Linked DNA regions of Ovis aries: regions 1 and 3 are each linked to region 2. Evidence: chromatin contacts called from public Hi-C data. All regions are on one chromosome and are shown on one strand. The core of a region is the stretch at or near the end of the contact, and the rest is flanking DNA. Distances in the headings are between cores, read along the strand shown.

What was found. A called contact is a pair of places that touch in the nucleus more often than the background predicts.
Region 1: a Hi-C map of muscle shows a contact between it and region 2, with 4 times the contacts expected there. The contact joins the promoter of NDUFS2 here to the promoter of CFAP126 in region 2. A contact is called at or near these places in 7 of 16 Hi-C or Micro-C datasets (liver, mesenteric adipose tissue, mixed tissues and 4 more).
Region 3: a Hi-C map of liver shows a contact between it and region 2, with 4 times the contacts expected there. The contact joins the promoter of TOMM40L here to the promoter of CFAP126 in region 2. A contact is called at or near these places in 6 of 16 Hi-C or Micro-C datasets (hypothalamus, liver, mesenteric adipose tissue and 3 more).

What each region holds. Positions count from the first base shown.
Region 1 is chr1:112,642,120-112,645,027 of ARS-UI_Ramb_v3.0, reverse strand. It overlaps NDUFS2 (NADH:ubiquinone oxidoreductase core subunit S2), which reads right to left and starts at 1,442. Exons shown (of 14, transcript XM_004002691.5): 1 at 1,316-1,442; 2 at 429-535. The coding sequence starts at 1,410.
Region 2 is chr1:112,792,274-112,794,973 of ARS-UI_Ramb_v3.0, reverse strand. It overlaps CFAP126 (cilia and flagella associated protein 126), which reads left to right and starts at 1,306. Exons shown (of 8, transcript XM_060415510.1): 1 at 1,306-1,405.
Region 3 is chr1:112,660,950-112,663,705 of ARS-UI_Ramb_v3.0, reverse strand. It overlaps TOMM40L (translocase of outer mitochondrial membrane 40 like), which reads right to left and starts at 1,255. Exons shown (of 9, transcript XM_042256834.2): 1 at 1,179-1,255; 2 at 718-967; 3 at 1-62. The coding sequence starts at 741. It overlaps NR1I3 (nuclear receptor subfamily 1 group I member 3), which reads left to right. Exons shown (of 10, transcript XM_004002694.6): 9 at 1-2,756.

The sequences.
Region 1 (2,908 bases), core at 193-2,692, 150 kb after region 2:
TCAGTCCTAAGGGATTAGGAAAATGAGGGAGTCATTGATCAAAATTTAAAATCACAAGAAGGGCTAGTTTTACGGCAGGGTGGGGGGAATTTCATATTTAGAAAGGTTTCATTTGAGTGCCAGTGGGGAAAAACTCCTTTAGCAGGAAATATATTAAACCTCTGGAAAAAGCTAAAGCTAAAGATACAAATTTGGTAGGGATCTTCAAGGGTTGTCTGGAATCTCCTCTTTCTTTTCCCTTGGAATTTTCTACTTGATAAATACCTCCTATTATCATTATTATCATATGTGGTGAGTTGCAAGTAGAGTATTGCAAGCAAAAAGCATTGGGGGCTAAATTTTGCCTCAGACAGACAGCTCAAGAGCACTCAGAAATCAGGGTAGGGCAGGGAAGTGTATGGGTTGGGACAGTGGCCCTGGGCACTCACCATTCCAAGGGGGAGGTTTCCAGTGGGCTGTTTCCTTGGTGGGGTACATTACAGCACCCCCATACTGCTCTGCCCATTCCACATCTGGCTGCCACTGCCGAGCACCTCTGGGGAGGTAATGACAAATCCTAGACAAAAGGCCTGAACAGTGCTTGGTTCCTCTGTTCCCACTCACTTTCACGTGGGCCCTAGGAAGGGTGTCTGGGATTCATCAACACCAAGTCGCTGACGGAGCTGTGTAGCTCTGGCAGAACAAACTGGAACTCTTGAGGTTCCATTCTTACTAATAACTTATTCCTGGAATCACTTCACCCAATAACCCTATGCATGCAAAGATGGGGATCCCAGTCCTTTAATTTCTGGTCATATTCATGGTTCCCATCTTAGTGAATACGAATCCGAGACAGGTGTTTATTCAAGGTCAACCGAAGAGTAAGAAAAGGGGGGTGAGGCACGCTCGCTCCTTGGCTCTGCTCAAGTATGGCCAGAGGGATGCACTGAGGCCCGGGTTTTCCTGGGTTACTTTCCTCCTTTAAGTCCACTGGGACTGCCTTCCTTTTCTTTCATAGCGTCTAAGGAGACTTTTCACCCCTGACGAGGTGGGTAGAAGCAGCAGGGCGAATGGGGGGTGGGTGGCATATCACTAATGCTGAGGGGCGGCGTCTCCCTCCACATGATTTCAACCCTGGCACATCGAGCTGAAACAATCTTTCCTCCCTCCTCCAGAACCGGTACCAGTGGATCCCGGAACCCGAGAGCGCAGGCCAGGGAGCGGGGTCACGGGCCCGGGTCATTCTTTCCTAGGCGATCATAGGGCCCATGGAGTTCCCAGACTCGAGTAACCCCAGCCCTGGGGACGGCGCATCGGGCGCCGCCCTTGCTCTCACCTGCTGGGCTGAATCGGCAGTCGGGCCCCAGCCCCGGGCCGCAGCACCTGGGCCGCGGCGCCTCGCAGGCGGCGCAGAGCCCTGAGCGCCGCCATCTTGCCGCCGTAGACTGCTGGAAGGAGAGCCTGGCGGAAGTGCCTCTAGCGCGCCTCCTTGCGGGCTTCCCGCGTATCGGCGCCACGCACCCGTCCTTTTGTAAGCTGGCTCGCTAACCTGACACCAGCCGGGTTCTGCGCCTCGGCTTCACTTTCGCTTAAACACCTGAGGCTGGGGACCGTGCTTCCCACCGCTCCTGACTGGCTCTTCAAAGGCCGAGCCAGAGAAACTTGCCACCGCTGCCGGTGGCAGCGGCTCCCCTCACGAAGCCCCGGCGCGCTGCCCGTGCGCGCCTTAGAAAGTGTTCTGCCGCCTGGCGCCAGACGCACACTCACATGCAGACCCTTCCCCACTTTCTGCCTGCGCCGCTCTGTTGCTGTAGTCCTGCCCTTCTAGGGCAGCGCCAGGCTTTGCCAGTTACCTTCTTATAACCAAATCCAAAAGATTTGGAGCAGAGGGAGCTAATTTCCAGATGGCCTAAATGGGTTAGGGGAAAGGGGCCCAAGTGGGACTGGGCGGGTCTGAGAACTCCCGCCAAACATAAATGAAAAAAAGAGGAGGCGGCCAAGACCACCGGCATTGGAACAGGCTGCAGGGGTGTGTAGGAGTCGCCTCGTCCTAGCTGAGGAGAGGAGGTCCCCTGTAGGTGACCTGATATCTGCCAGCTTTCCAGAACCTATAGAATTAACAGACTCAGTAAATGCCTTTAGTGATCCCTAGCATCCCACTTCTATCCCTGGTCAGTCTCTTTTACTTCATGTGTTTCTGACCTGGCCTCTCCCCTGGCCAATGGCATAGAAATGTGGTACCATCAGGAGTCTGATCCCAATTCTGTGTGGTACAGACAAAGGGGAGTTTCTCAGCCTTGGATCTGGTTCCTGTTCTCTTGGCCTCTAAGCTAAGCTCCAGCTGGGCCACCCGTTGAGTTTGCACATCCCTTCAACTTGGGGTCTGGACGGAGACATCCCCCAGAGAGGGTCCCTGGGCCAGAGCCCACCAGCAGTGCGAAGGGTGGGACAGACAGACCAAGAGAGGGGCAGACGCCAGTAACTCTTAGCTACAAAGAAAGAGGGGAAAGGCAGACTTCTAGCTGACCTAATGGGAACTGTACCAAAGAGTGGGGCCATATCCCACGCTGTGGGAACTGACGACCTGTAAAGACTGGGCGGCCCCCAAGAGCCAGGCAGAGGCTGGGCCTCCCTGCTGCCTTGATTCCCCGCCCGCTCCCTGGGCCTTGTCCCCCTGAAACACAGTGAATGTGGTAATAGTGTGGGAGAAGGAGGTGGGGACTGCATTTTTTTTTTTTTTTTTTGCCTTAATCCAGCCTAAGAGGGGCTTCCCTGGTGGCACAGAAGTGAAGAATCCACCTGCAATGCAGAAGATGCAGGTTCCATCTCTGGGCCGGGAAGATGCCCTGAAGGAGGTCGTGACACCCATTCCAGTATTCTTGCCTGGAAAATTCCATGGACAGAGGATCCCGGTAGGCTAAAGTCCACA
Region 2 (2,700 bases), core at 57-2,556:
TTCTTTCTCTTTAAGTTACTTTAAAAAAAATGTTATTTATAGTTTTGTTTTGTTTTTTACGCCAGGAGGTGTGGCACATGGGATCTTAGTTTCCCAGTCAGGGATGGAACGTGTGGGCCCTGTATTGGAAGGGTGGAGTCTTAACCACTGACCCACCAGGGAAGTCCCTGATTTTTTTTATTAGTTTGCTTGGTTTTGAGGTATGTTTGATATACAATACTATGTTAGTTCCTGATGCGCAACATATTCAGTATTTCTATACACTTCAAAGTGATTACCGTCTGTCACTATACAAAGATACTCCATTGTCATTTGCTATATTCCCCACACCTAGCATACACAAGCACCACGCTGTTTATTTACACTCCTAATTCGTTTACTTTGTAATTGGAAGTTTGTACCACTTAACCTCCCTCACCTATTCCTCTCCCCTTTGGTCTCAGTATCAACTTTCTTAGGGTATGAATTTATTTTTATTACTTTTTTACATTGTCATCACCGACTCGATGGACGTGAGTCTGAGTGAACTCCGGGAATTGCTGACGGACAGGGAGGCCTGGCGTGCTGGGATTCATGGGGTCGCAACGTGTCGGACACGACTGAGCGACTGAACTGAACTGATACATTACCTATTCAATAATTATCAAATGTTTTTAAATTTTAAAAATACCATTAAGACTAAATAGAAAGAAGTGTATGCGACCTAACTTTAAGTGAAAATGTCAGTGGATATTTTCTGGAATGGGTAGCCGAATTCAAGCAGGCTAAAAAGACACACGATATCATGAGAAGAGAGTAATCTAGTTACGTAAAGGCGAAGTTATAAACTTTTATTACACAGACAAAGAAGATATGGACGCATTAACAAAGTTACAAAATCGCGAATTTCTCCAAAAATTAATTGGTAGCGTGATTTCGCCTTCGTACTCCTGGGGGCGTCCAAGCTCCACCTAACCCCTCCTTCCTCGTTTTTTCCCGAAGGCTCCGAGGACCAGCAGCTGGGCAGCGCGCGAGTCAGCCGAGACGCCGCGGGATGCGGGGACAGCCCCGAAACCTGGGCCCCTGGGCGCCGAGGAGGAAGAGGGCCGACTCCGAGGCAGGGACCGTGCACTATAGCCACTTTCGTCGCCTTAACTGTTCAACCCTAGAACCCTAACCCAGGACCAGAAGCCTGAGACTTGGGGAAAAAGCGGCCCAGGTTTCCGGGAAGTCTGAGAGGTCCAGCAGCCGCAGCCCGCGCAGGGCCCCGCCCGCACGCCCGCCGGCTCGACTCGGCCCGCGCGGGGCCCCGCCCCGCTCCTGCCCAGGCCTGCGGCGGTCGGGCCTTCCGGCCAGTCAGGCCTGAGTCAGGACTGGAAGGCTGGGAAGGAGCGACACTTCCCGGCAACGGGATCAGCATGACACGGTACCAGCCACGCCACACATCGGTGGGAGGGACGTGGAGTACAGCGCAGGCAGCCTCCTGCTGGTGTCCCCAGCTAGGCCCCAGGAGCTGGAAATGACGGCCTTGTCCTTGCTCCCAGGCGAGTGGTAAGCCCATAGGTCTGAACGCTTCTCACTCCAGCCGGGTGCAGTTTACTCCAGCTCCTCCAGCTCCACCCTAATCCCAGTGTTAACTACAGGTTGGCACTTGCCGTGGGCACTTGCCATCTACCTCTGTAAGGACTAAATCATGTGCTGTTGCAGCTGCTGACCACCAACACCCCCTGATGTTGAGAGCAGGAAAGGAGAGCGGGAATGAGGCCCTCTGTGCTGGGGTGGGGTGGGGTGGGGTGGGGTGAGGTGGGTGGAGAAAGGAAACTGGCAGGACAGTTCTTTAAATAGATATTTTCAGGAGCCGCTTTTATGAACCCAATTCTTTTTTTTTTTTTTACTTTTGGCTGTGCTAGGTCTTTGTTGCTGCACATGGACTTTCTCTAGTTGTGGAGAGCAAGGGCTACTGCTGCTCTTCACTGAGGAGCACCGGCTTCAGTAGTTGCCATGTGGGTTCAGTAGTTGTAGTCCTTGGCATGAGATCCTCCCGGACAAGGGATTGAACCCAGGTTCCCTTCACTGGCAAGCGGATTCTTATCCAGTGTACCAGGCTCGTGAACCCAGTTCTTGAATCTCCTCATATCTAGAAAATCACTGAAATCCTTCAGGGTGATGACTGTTTTCCTGATTAGCGGAAAGTTTCATGAGACTAGCAGAAACCTGGAAAAAATATGCACTCAATTGCATGTATTCGCCTTTCACCAAAATCACGTATATACTGACATTCCTCCTTGCTTCTTCAGAGTAGTTTCTCAGCAGCGTCTGTGGTGTTGTTTACAGGCTGCAGTCATTTTGCTGTCACAGTAACTTACAATGTCCTTTAACCATTTTAACGATCTTATGAGATAATCATAAGGGTAGTTTTCCAGGTCACACGTCACAATGTTACAGGTGTGGAAATAAGTTGTAAAGCGACATGCCTGAGTTTCCGTTCTAGTGATGGAGCTAGACCCAGACCCAGGTCATTTATACTGATTGTCCACAAGTCCCTTTTTTAATCAGAGCATCGCTTGAGACCAGGCCTACAAAAAATGTACTTTGTCTTGGAGCCCTTGGAGGGGGCGACTGTGAGGTTCCAGTTAAACAAGGGAATGTGAGTGCCAGCCCTACCACGGGAGAGGCGGATTGCCCGGCTTCTGACAACAAACTGAGGTGGCGGGGAGAGTG
Region 3 (2,756 bases), core at 6-2,505, 130 kb after region 2:
TAGGCCGCATGAAGATGATAGCCTGGCAAACCCAGAGCACTCATGTGCACAGTGTGAGCCACCTGAGGAAGAGAAATCCATGGAGGAGACCGCATTCCTGCTCCACTTCAAGCCCCCATCCTACCCTTCATCTATTCCCCATCCGGCAGGTCGTTTAAGAAACCCAAACATTCCAACTTATACAGAGGGTCGCCAGATTAAAAGCAACAAGTCCCACAGACAAAGGAAGTCAAAAGGGCCCCATATCCCTCTTCTTCTGTCCCATATAGCCTGGCTAAGGGGGTGCACGAAAGGAAAGGATAAGATCCAGGGACAGGCAGGGAGGAATAGTAAGGAAGGGACAGAGAAGTGGGAGCACCTGGAAATGGCTGCTCAGAACCTTGTTGACAACGAGCTTCACTCCCTCCATCTGTGCTGGGAATACATCTGAAGGGAGGGGAGGCGGAAGGGAAGGAATAAGCAGACAAGGAACCCCTACCCCACGAAGTCATCTCCCCTTTCAATCCCACAGAAGTGCTTTGGAGGAACTGACCTCCTCTCAAGTCCTGCACCAGGAAATGCTCCGCTCCATGGGGGCGCCTGATCCTCCCTAAGGCTGCATGCCCCAGCTGTGATCTCCCCTTTTCTGCTCCCATCGCTGGACACCCAGCACTCAAGACCCCGCCCTTCTCTGCCCCTTCAACTTGAGACACCCAAATGCCTCGAGTGTCTTCTCACCTTTGCATAGCCGGTGCAGCTCATCAAAGCTCCCAGGGTTGGGGAGAGGTTCCTCTCGACGGGGGCTCCGGCGGGGCAAAGCCCCCATAGGTGCCAGGCCTAGTGTGTTCCCCATTTCAGTAGAGAGGTCAGGGAGGGGCCGGGGTTCGCCTGGGAAAGGACGCTGTTGCTCCCTCTACCCTCCACGGGCCCCACCCCCCATTATCCGGCTCCCCAGTCCCAGAAACTTCCACATAGTCCGACGCTAGACCTGGAACAGGAAAAGTAGGGGGAGAGGGCACCGGTGGGGAGCTTGAACCCCAGGCACACTCCCATTGCATCTTTAATCCCGCTGTCACCCTTGTAACCTCCCCCACTCTCTAATCCTAGTCTCCACCACAGACTTTACCCAGCTTCCTAGTCTTTCTGCTCTTCATTCCTAGGCCACATGGCGAGGCTTGCAATGAGGCAATAACCCTTACCTTCTCATACCATCATGCTGCCCCTTTCCCCCAGGCACACCCCGGTCATCTTGATGGGGGCAGCCATCTTGAGTGATGGCAGAACTGCGGCTTCACGCTGCACCCCCAGCGTGGTCATGGGCGCCATCTTGGAACCGGGCGAAAAAAAAAGATTTCAGAGACCCAACCCTCCTTGATTGGGCTCCGCCCAATGGATTTTTTAAAAAAAGAAAAGGCTGTTTGGCCGCCGAGCATTGGCCAATAGGAGAGGAGAACGCAAAGGCGTGGCCGACCTTACGTCTGGAGAGCTCCAACTCCGGCACTGCAGGGACAGGCGGTACTTGATTGGTTAGGTCCGTGCTACTGCTGCTAAGTTGCTTCAGTCGTGTCCGACTCTGTGCGACCCCATAGACGGCAGCCCACCAGACTCCCCCGTCCCTGGGATTCTCCAGGCAATCTACTCAAATAGATGGCGTTAGAGTGCCCTGCCTCTCCAAATCGGAAAAAACCTTTTAGCTAACAAGACACTAGAGGGAGCATCTTGGGGCCTGAGTCACTGAAGTTCCCTCCACTGTGTAGCCTGGAGACATATAGCCTGTGAAAGGTGGCCCAGGGAAGACTGAATACTTCTTTCGAACACTGATTCATATCTCTCCTAGGGGCCCCGCCCCCACCCAGACCCGTACGAACCCCTGGGGACTCCACTTCGCAGTCCTTCACAGTACACAGTACACCCTCAGATGAATTCCACTCATAGGTACAGCTCTTCGTAGGAAAAGGGACCCACCCTCCCTCCTAGAGGTCCAAACCTTTTAAAGTTTACCCTCTTGTCCTCTCTGTAGAAAGGGAATGGGTGTGAGAGTTTGGGGTAGAGGAGCAGGGGCTGCAACCTGAGTTCCAGCAGAAGTAGTCCCTGAAACACATGACCTCTGCAGTTGATCTTTCCTTCCCTGGTTCCCTAGGAAAGAAAGTGAAAAGTTTCCCTAGGCAGAGTTGGCAAATAAAATCGAGAAATACAGGCTCCTGCCCTCAAATGCACTCCACTCCAAAGCCAGGGACAAATCAATGGAGCTCCCCTTCAAGCACCAAGTGCTCCACAGGGGAATAGTATAAGATAGAATAAAATTTCTTAGGCTCTGGTCGCCTCCTCTACTAGCTCTCATATCACCACTCCTATCTCTCAGGAAGAGGTCAAAGGATGAAAGATACAAATACTTGTGATCTCTATTTAGCTGATTTCACCCAAAGGCCTTGGGCCTGGGGAGTGCATCTCTGTCCTCCCTCACAATCAGGACAGGGACAAGGGCCAGGACCTTGGTCGGAGAGATGTTATGGCCCCTGCTGACTTGTATTGGCTGACCACTGCCTGGAACTGATAAGGGGATCAAATGCCCAGAGACCTTCAACCTTTATCCTGCCAGAGCACGCCAATGATGGGGGTGGGGGGGTGGGGGAAGGTGCGTTGGGTGGGCAGCAGCTGCTTTCTGAATTTGTTTTATTGGGGGTGGGCTGTGCTTGCTGATCTGCACTCAGGAAGGTCATTCTGGTTCTAGTGTTTTCTCCCCCATCTCATTCATTACACATTAACTCAAAAAAGTA